2 separate regions of the Rattus norvegicus genome follow, and region 2 is linked to region 1. A link is a contact called in public Hi-C data. All regions are on one chromosome and are shown on one strand. The core of a region is the stretch at or near the end of the contact, and the rest is flanking DNA. Distances in the headings are between cores, read along the strand shown. Region 1 holds the start of Dapk2 (death-associated protein kinase 2). Region 2 overlaps Dapk2 (death-associated protein kinase 2).

Evidence for each region. A called contact is a pair of places that touch in the nucleus more often than the background predicts.
Region 2: a contact with region 1 is called in a Hi-C map of liver, with 2.8 times the contacts expected there. The contact joins the enhancer-like site here to the promoter of Dapk2 in region 1. A contact is called at or near these places in 2 of 12 Hi-C or Micro-C datasets (both in liver).

Annotation. Positions count from the first base shown.
Region 1 is chr8:75,599,987-75,603,768 of GRCr8, forward strand. It overlaps Dapk2 (death-associated protein kinase 2), which reads left to right and starts at 1,686. Exons shown (of 12, transcript NM_001395735.1): 1 at 1,686-1,828.
Region 2 is chr8:75,698,083-75,701,864 of GRCr8, forward strand. Dapk2 (death-associated protein kinase 2) reads left to right here. Exons shown (of 12, transcript NM_001395735.1): 6 at 409-457; 7 at 1,089-1,115. Among named protein-coding and RNA genes, the nearest start is that of Herc1, 96 kb to the right of the region's middle. Within about 2 kb of position 1,624, at least 4 of the 93 cell types and tissues checked have an H3K27ac peak or open chromatin away from gene starts, as enhancers often do. A contact at or near this core is called in liver, where this site is marked.

The DNA.
Region 1 (3,782 bases), core at 436-2,935:
CACTGGGGTGGTATCCTTCCCTCTGCTCACTGACTTTTGAAGCCATCAGATGGTGGCTATTTCTCTATAGCATGGAGAACCTCAGAACCTGCACAGACCTGAAAGGTCAAGCGTGAAGGTCTGGGGTCTTCCCTGAGACTGTTGAAGACACCGAGGCAATGAGGGTTGGGTGGGGCTCAGTGGCATCGTCTGTGTCCATGGTTGAAGGGCTGAGGAAAAATGTGCTCCTCGGACACTTTTCACATGTTACCCCTTCGCCAGCTCTACTGGTGACTTCACTGGAAGCTACCAGAAGGGTTGGTGCTCCCACTTTCTGGTGACCACACATGGATGGTAGAGCAGGACCCAGGACTCAGAATCTCACTTCCTCAGCTCTAGAGAGGATCCCTATGGGTGACTGCATTCTGTGTTACTTTTCTTGTTGCTTTTAGAAAGTACCCAAGGGGTGGGGGGAAGCAACTCAAAAAAGGGCTTATTTTGCCTCACAGTTAGAGTGTACATAGTCCATCATGGCAGCAGGAGTGTGAGGCAGCTGGCTACATTGTGCACCATGTCAGGAATCAGGAGGGGAGTGGAGAGAGAGAGAGAGAGAGAGAGAGAGAGAGAGAGAGAGAGAGAGAGAACAGAGAGACAGACAGAGACACACACACAGAGACAGACAGACAGAGGGAGGGAGAGAGACACAGAGATATGAGGTGAATCTTGCTTCTCTGGTCACTGAGAGCCCTCTAACCTGTACAAACCTGAAAGGTCACACTTGAAGGTCTGGGATCTTCCTGGAGGCTGCCCCTGATACTGCAGCAATGGTCAGAGAAGAGCAGCTCTCACTTGCCACTGTTTCTTCTCCCCGATTTTTTTTTTTTAAGTCCTGGACTCCAGCCCATGGCCTATTGCTGTGCACCTCTAGGGTGGGTCTTCCCAAAGCTCTACAAACACAATCTAGAAATTTCTATAGGCATGCCCAGGGGTTGACCTCCTGCATGATTGATTGTAAATTCAGCCACATTGACAGTATTAGCCGTCACAGTGACTTAGGGCTGGAGGCTCTAGGTGACAGTACTTGAAAGGCCTCTGGTCTTGAATGGAGACCGTTGAACTTCAGTTTTGTTTTCAGCCACCAACACTACCACACGACTTCTTTTCTCCTCTGATATTTTCTGGCAAAAGGAAGAGAAAAAGAATCAACTCCTAGGTCCTTCATTAAGACAGGCTTAATGGTGACACACGACTACACTCAAGAATGGTGCCAGGCTTGGCCTGGGAAAAGGGCAAACGCGGCCAATCCTCAAGCTGGGTCTGGGATGAGTGGGGGACATGACGGCTTCCTACCCTTGTGTGAGACAAAGGAGGCGAGGTCCCTAGAGGATCTGTGCAGTCAGGGAGTCCGGAGTTGGAGTAGTGGGACTCCCTCAGGGTGTACGTGGGTGGGGGCGAAGGGCAGAGAAATACTGTTTTCCGGCAGTTGTGCTGGGCTGTGAAGTGCGTCGATCATTAGCTTACTCAGGTTGATTCGCATCAGGTGGCACAGCATGTGAGAGACAGGGCGGGATAGGACGAGGGAACCTGTTGGTCGCCTGAGCATCCAGGCCCTCACCTCGGGGCGGTCCCGCGGGGGTTCCAGCAGGGGGCGCCCCGAGCTCCGGGCCGAGTGTCCGGGCGCGCCTCCAGCCGGCGCCTGGGACGGGGCTGGCCGCTCCGCCCCCTGGGCTCCTCGGTGGCTCTGCGGGCGGACGCCGGGCTCAGGGAGCAGAGCTGAGAGGATCGCCGCGCACCCCGCCGCGCCCCGGCGCACGTCCTGCCCTCCGCACATGCAGCGCAGCCTCTCGCCGTGAGTAGCGCCCGGGCTGTGGGACTCGACGGCAGCAGGGGCTGGGGTAGCCGGGCATTGCCTGTCTAGGATATGGCCCTTCTGTGGTTTGTGCGCTGTGGCGGCACCCGGAGGCCAGTCTGCACGCTGCTACCTCGGGGTGCCTCCTAAGCTTGGCACTCTGGTCCCAGAGACGAGGTGGGGAGACGGACAGAGGCCTGACATCTGGGCAGGAGAATGAAAACAACCATGCATCAAGTTTGGCCCCCTCAAAAGGGGGACTAGTCCTCGGTAGGAGAGAGACAAGCCCAACCTCTGTGGGCTCGCACCTCCTCCTCCTCCTCCCGGTGTCAGCCCTGGAGGTTGCTTCCTGCGAAATGAACCTCCAGTGTGGCCTAACAGCTGTAGGCAGGTAGAGGGACACTCCCAGGTTCCCTATCATCTAGAATCTGAAGGCAGCTAGCGGCAGCTCTTTTTTGGGAATATTAGTTCCCAACTAAGTGTCTTGGCATCCTAGGGGAATTTTGTTGACTAAAAGGGGCTGGTACATTGACTGTTTCAGAGTTGAGTTCAAAACCCTGTTTTATCCCCACCCGTCCGCTTTTTAAGTTTTGGGCATCTAAAGTGATGGTATTGATAGCCCAGTAGCTGTCTTCGGAGGCTTGAGTACGTGTCAGGAATGAGTGAGTATTTACTGCCCCGGGACAACAAACTACCTGCTAGTGGGAATAAAAACCAGCCAACCCTGACCACTTTTCTAGAGCCTTCCATTCTGTTAGATGTGAGGGCAAACAATCCCGCTGCTCAAAGAAACCGAACCTTTTATCAAAAGACGAAGTTTTTCTCATGTCAGCTTAGGGAGGTGGTTGACCTTCTTTGAGCCCCAGCTTCCTTATCAGGCATCGCCCAAAGGGGTTCTGTGATGCTAGAGTCCCCTCCCTTCTGCTGGCAGCTTCCCCAGAGCCTGTGTCTGAGGATTCTATATAGGGGTGTGCTTGTGTTTGTGTGTGTGTCTGTGCATGTGTGCGCATGTGCATATGGACGTGTGTGCTCCAAACCACTGCCTACCCCTGCCATAGCCTGGCTTCTCATACTGGAATTGGGTGAGGTGGGTGAGAAGCTCAGAGGGTTAGCACTGCAAAATGAGCACTGACCAGGAGAGGAAACTCAGGGAGTGTGAGGGGATGTTCCAGACCTGAGCACCTTCTCCTTGGAGTTGTCTTTCTAGAAGCCACTGACTCTCCAGTCTTGAGCCACTCTTGGAGGAGTTGGGTGGAAAGCAAGAGAAGCCCTGGGAAGTTTGATGGCCTAACTCTGCCATGGTTGAGAAGTCCTTATCCCTCTCTGGACCTCAAATTTCTCCTTTTGTCAAATGAGTGACTTAGACTGGATGCCAGTGGGTTCAGACTTTTTGTTTCAAGTTAAGTTTTTGCCTCAAACCCCAGTCCCCAGCAAGGATACCGTGGGAGTACTCTGGCTCACCTCCTCCGCCTGCTGACTTCCGAGGAAGAGATTAAACTGGAAAGGTGTCTGTGAGGCCCCTTTCTGTGGGGTCCCAGGGAGTTGCTACCTCCTAGAGTGTTGCTTGGTATTAAGGCTATGGGTAGGATTCCCAGGGCCTCCTTGGGAGAAATGTGGACGTCCAGATGGGTGTCATCTTTGGAAGGTCTGGAGCTGGTAGCCTGAACCTCTGGTTAAAAGGTGTAGTCATGCGCCTTGCCTCTGGGGTGCTGTTTTCAGGCTTTCAAAGTTGGGGCTTAGAATTCTACCTTAGAGTTGAGAATTTATCATTTTTAAAATGAAAATTGATCTTGTGGAGGCGTGATGGAAGGGTGGTGAGCGACCACATGTGTTTGATTTGATAATGGAGAATCTGAGCTGTGGCCATGAAAACAAAGGCCGGGGTACTAGCTGCAAGCCACCCACCGTCTTAAGATGGTTACTGTATAATACCTGCTTGTATTAGCTATTACCT
Region 2 (3,782 bases), core at 374-2,873, 98 kb after region 1:
GGGCCTGGTGTCTGGTGAGGGACCTTGTCACAGATACCATTGTCTTCCTCTATTCTCATGTGGGAACATGCTCTCTGGAGCCTTTATGAAGGCCTCACTTTATTCTGGAAGGTTTACTATCCTGAACTAATCTACTGTAAGGCCCTGTTGTTATTGTTGGTTTTCTTTTTTTCATTGCCCAAGAGTTAGATTTCAACATAGACTTCCTGTAGAAACTCCCACAGTCCTTAGCAACCTGTTTCCTCAGCATTCTTACATCCAGATTATTCCCACCCACTGTTCTAATATTCCTTTCTCACTATTGGAGACTCAGGATGGAGACGATAGGCACCAAACACTGTAGAATTCCCTAGAACCATCTCCTCTCATCTCTATTCCCTCTTGACGCTTAAACATGACTTCTTTCAGCTCCAGAAATCGTGAACTATGAGCCACTGGGACTGGAGGCAGACATGTGGTAAGTGGTGGCCCGGGATCCTTCCAGGGGCAGAAGGCCCCAGCCCCTGTTTTAGATGGCATGCCCTTCAGTGTTTAAACCCTTAGTCTCCGGGAGCAGTAGCTGTGCAGCCAGCCCGAAGGCAGTGTCAGCGGGAGAGGGGCTGGGGCAAATGCAGGCTTATCCTGGGTCAGCCTCAACTGGGGTCTCAAAAGCAGTTAAGTTAGCTCCATTGGTCCATCCATCAGCCGTTCCACGAGAGCATTCTATGTCCTAGGCCTGTGCTGGCCTAGTAATTCTGCTGTGATAAATTCTTTACTTGTTTTGTTTGACCACTGCTTTACAGTTGGTGCGGCTCCTGACCCCGCCCTCGGTCCTGTGAGGTTGTTTCTTATTCTTGAGTGTCCTCAGTATATAAGGAAAGGGGGCTCAGTGGTTAAGGGACACGCCTCGAGGACTGCGTCTGCAAATTCAGAAGTCAGACCCTGACTTTGGGTCCTTGACTCAGTGTGCAGAGAGTGAGGATCCTAAATGCGTTCTGTCTGTTGCAGAGTGGGGTAGGGAGGGGCAGGACTTGAGATGGCATTCAGAGGCCACCTGGGGGAAGCGAGTGACCCCCTGGAGGGCCTGACCCAGCCACTCTTCTTTACAGGAGCATCGGAGTCATCACCTACATCCTGTGAGTATTTCCAGCTTAGGGCTGAAGCCCTGCTCAGCTTTAGGAAGAGGGAGAGGGGGCAGGGGGGCATCGATAGATGTGTTACATCCACACAGCTTCTGAGGCCAAGCGCTCTGAGCTCCACTTCCTGCACTTGAGCAGGGTTAGTGTGAGAGAGCTGCCCACCCTCCTACACAGGTCACGTCTAAATTTCTTGGCGGTAAGCTCTGGCCGCTCTGCTCAGCCTTTGGCTGAGATCTTTACTTCACCAGAAGCCTTGTGACAGCCCCGAGGATGCCTGCATGTGCCCTCTCTCCTCTCTTCTCATCTCTAGGTCACTTTCCCTCCCTCTCACACTTTCCTCCCCCCCTTTTTCCCCCTTTCTTGCCCCCTTGTATCCAGTGGCTTAAGCCAAGATTTCCTGTGTAGGGTTTTGTTTGTTTTGTGGACGTCACGTGGGGCAGGATACCAGTGCTGTCTCTTTCTGTCTCTGTGGCCGTGGACAGGTATTTAACCTTTGGACCTGTTTTTCTTATCAGAAAAAATAGGAACTACAGACTCTCTGCCATAGGAAGTAGGGTGGGAACAGCCACCGTGGACACATTTCCTAGGTTCGGTTTTGGCACACAGGGCAAGCTGGTAGATACTCAGTCCCCAGTGCTTCCAAGAGGTTGCCCTTGGTAGCTCACATGGAGAATGCCATTTTCATGGCATTTTTGGGGAGGTGAAAGTCAGCCCTTGGCCAGGGCCAGTGTTCCACCGCCAGGGATTGTTCCCAGCAGTGTAGGCTGGGAACTACACCGTGACTCCTGCAGTACAGCTGAGGCCCTCAACTCTGCAAGCCTTTTAATACCTACCCTGGCCCAGACCCCACCCACATCCATTAAGTCAGAATCACTAGGGTAGGGCCATGGCCTCAGTGCCTTTTTAACCACCTAGCTGGATCGGACGCAAAGTGAACAGCCATTTCTCTGTACTCACAGAGCCAGGGAGCTTGTTGCCTATTTTTTTTTTCTTAAATCTTGGGTTTCTTTAGAATTCTAGTTTTCATATTGAACTATTAAGGAATTCTACGGCACACACAGTGTTCTTATGACTCCTTGACCTTGATGAGACTTATTTTATTTTGTGTTACTTTTCTTTGTTTTGTTTTACTGTGTAGCCCTTTGATTATTTATTTTTGTGGTACGAGGAGTTTGAAACTAGAGTAATTGGACGTAAGCCAGGCAAATGTACTACTGCTGAATTATATCCCTGGAATTCCTTAATTATTTCTTCTTCTTCCCCTTCCCCTTCTCTCCTTCCCCTTCCCCTTCTTCTCTTCTTATTCTTATTCTTTAATCTTATTCTTACTCTTCCTTTTCCTTTTCTTTTCTTTTCTTTTTTTTTTAGAGACTTGGGACTCATAGAGGGTTATTATGTTCTGTGACAGAGACACACTCGATTGCACAGGCTAGCCTTGGGCTTGTGATATTCCTGCCTCAGTTTTCCCCACAAGCTGGGATTATAGACCTCGTGTCTATTGCCTAGACAGTGGTGGCACACGCCTTTATTCCCAGTACTCAGGAGGCAGAGGCAGGTAGATCTCTGTGAGTTCAAGGCCAGCCTGGTCTACAGAGTGAGTTCCAGGACAGCCAGGGCTATGCAGAGAAGCCCTGTCTCTAAAAACAAAACAAAAACAAAACAAAAAGAAAGGAAACTTGTTCTGTCAGAAGTACTCTGTGCAAGCACTCAGGATACTGACATGGATGAGAGTTGGATTTGCTTGTCCTGGGCTCTGTGTCTGTGGGAGATATGACCCTGTGGGAGCATGGTTACACTGGAGTTTTGAACACATTTCTGTGGAACAGAGAAGGAGATGAACAGATCTACCTGTCTAGGTAGATGTATTTGAACTAGTAGCTGTTAGCATTCTAAGCTCCACTCCCACAGTTACCTGGCAACAGCCAGGTATGCCTGACACTATAAAAGGGGCTGCTTGCCCGTCCTCTCTCTCTTGCTCTTGCTCTCTTCCCTCTTTGTCCCTTCTCTCCCCATTCCCTTCCCCCCCTTCTCTCCACAAGCTCATGGCCGGCCTCTACTCCTCTATTTCTCTCTCTCTCTCTCTCTCTCTCTCTCTCTCTCTCTCTCTCTCTCTCTCTCTGCCTTTCTTTGCCTTACTACCCTCTTAACTCCCCTCCCCATGCACTGAATAAACTCTATTCTATACTATACTGTCATGTGGCTGGACCTTCAGGGGGAAGGGATGTCTCATCATGGACCCGCGGAGGCACCCCCTTTCCTCATACTTTACCACACCTCCATAGAACATAATCCCCCCTCTTTATCTTTTTATAAACACATCAGTAGCTATAGAATGGACTGGATTCCCCCAGGTAGGAGAGAAGAGATGAGGGAGGACACAGCACATGTGGCATAGACCAATTTCTGGCCTTATGGAAACGGGAGACTTAGGACTCATAGAGGGTTATTATGTTTTATCCATGCCATAAATAATGATTTATTTCTATCTAGAACCACTAGTATGGATCAGAGTTATACAAAGCATCTTATCTATTTCTTATGGTGCTCTGGACTGGTCCCAAAGACTTTATACATGCTAGGCAAGTGCTCTACCCATGAAATACATCCATATTCACGGACTGTTTGTTTGTTCGTTCTTGAGATGGGGTCTCACTATGCAGTTCT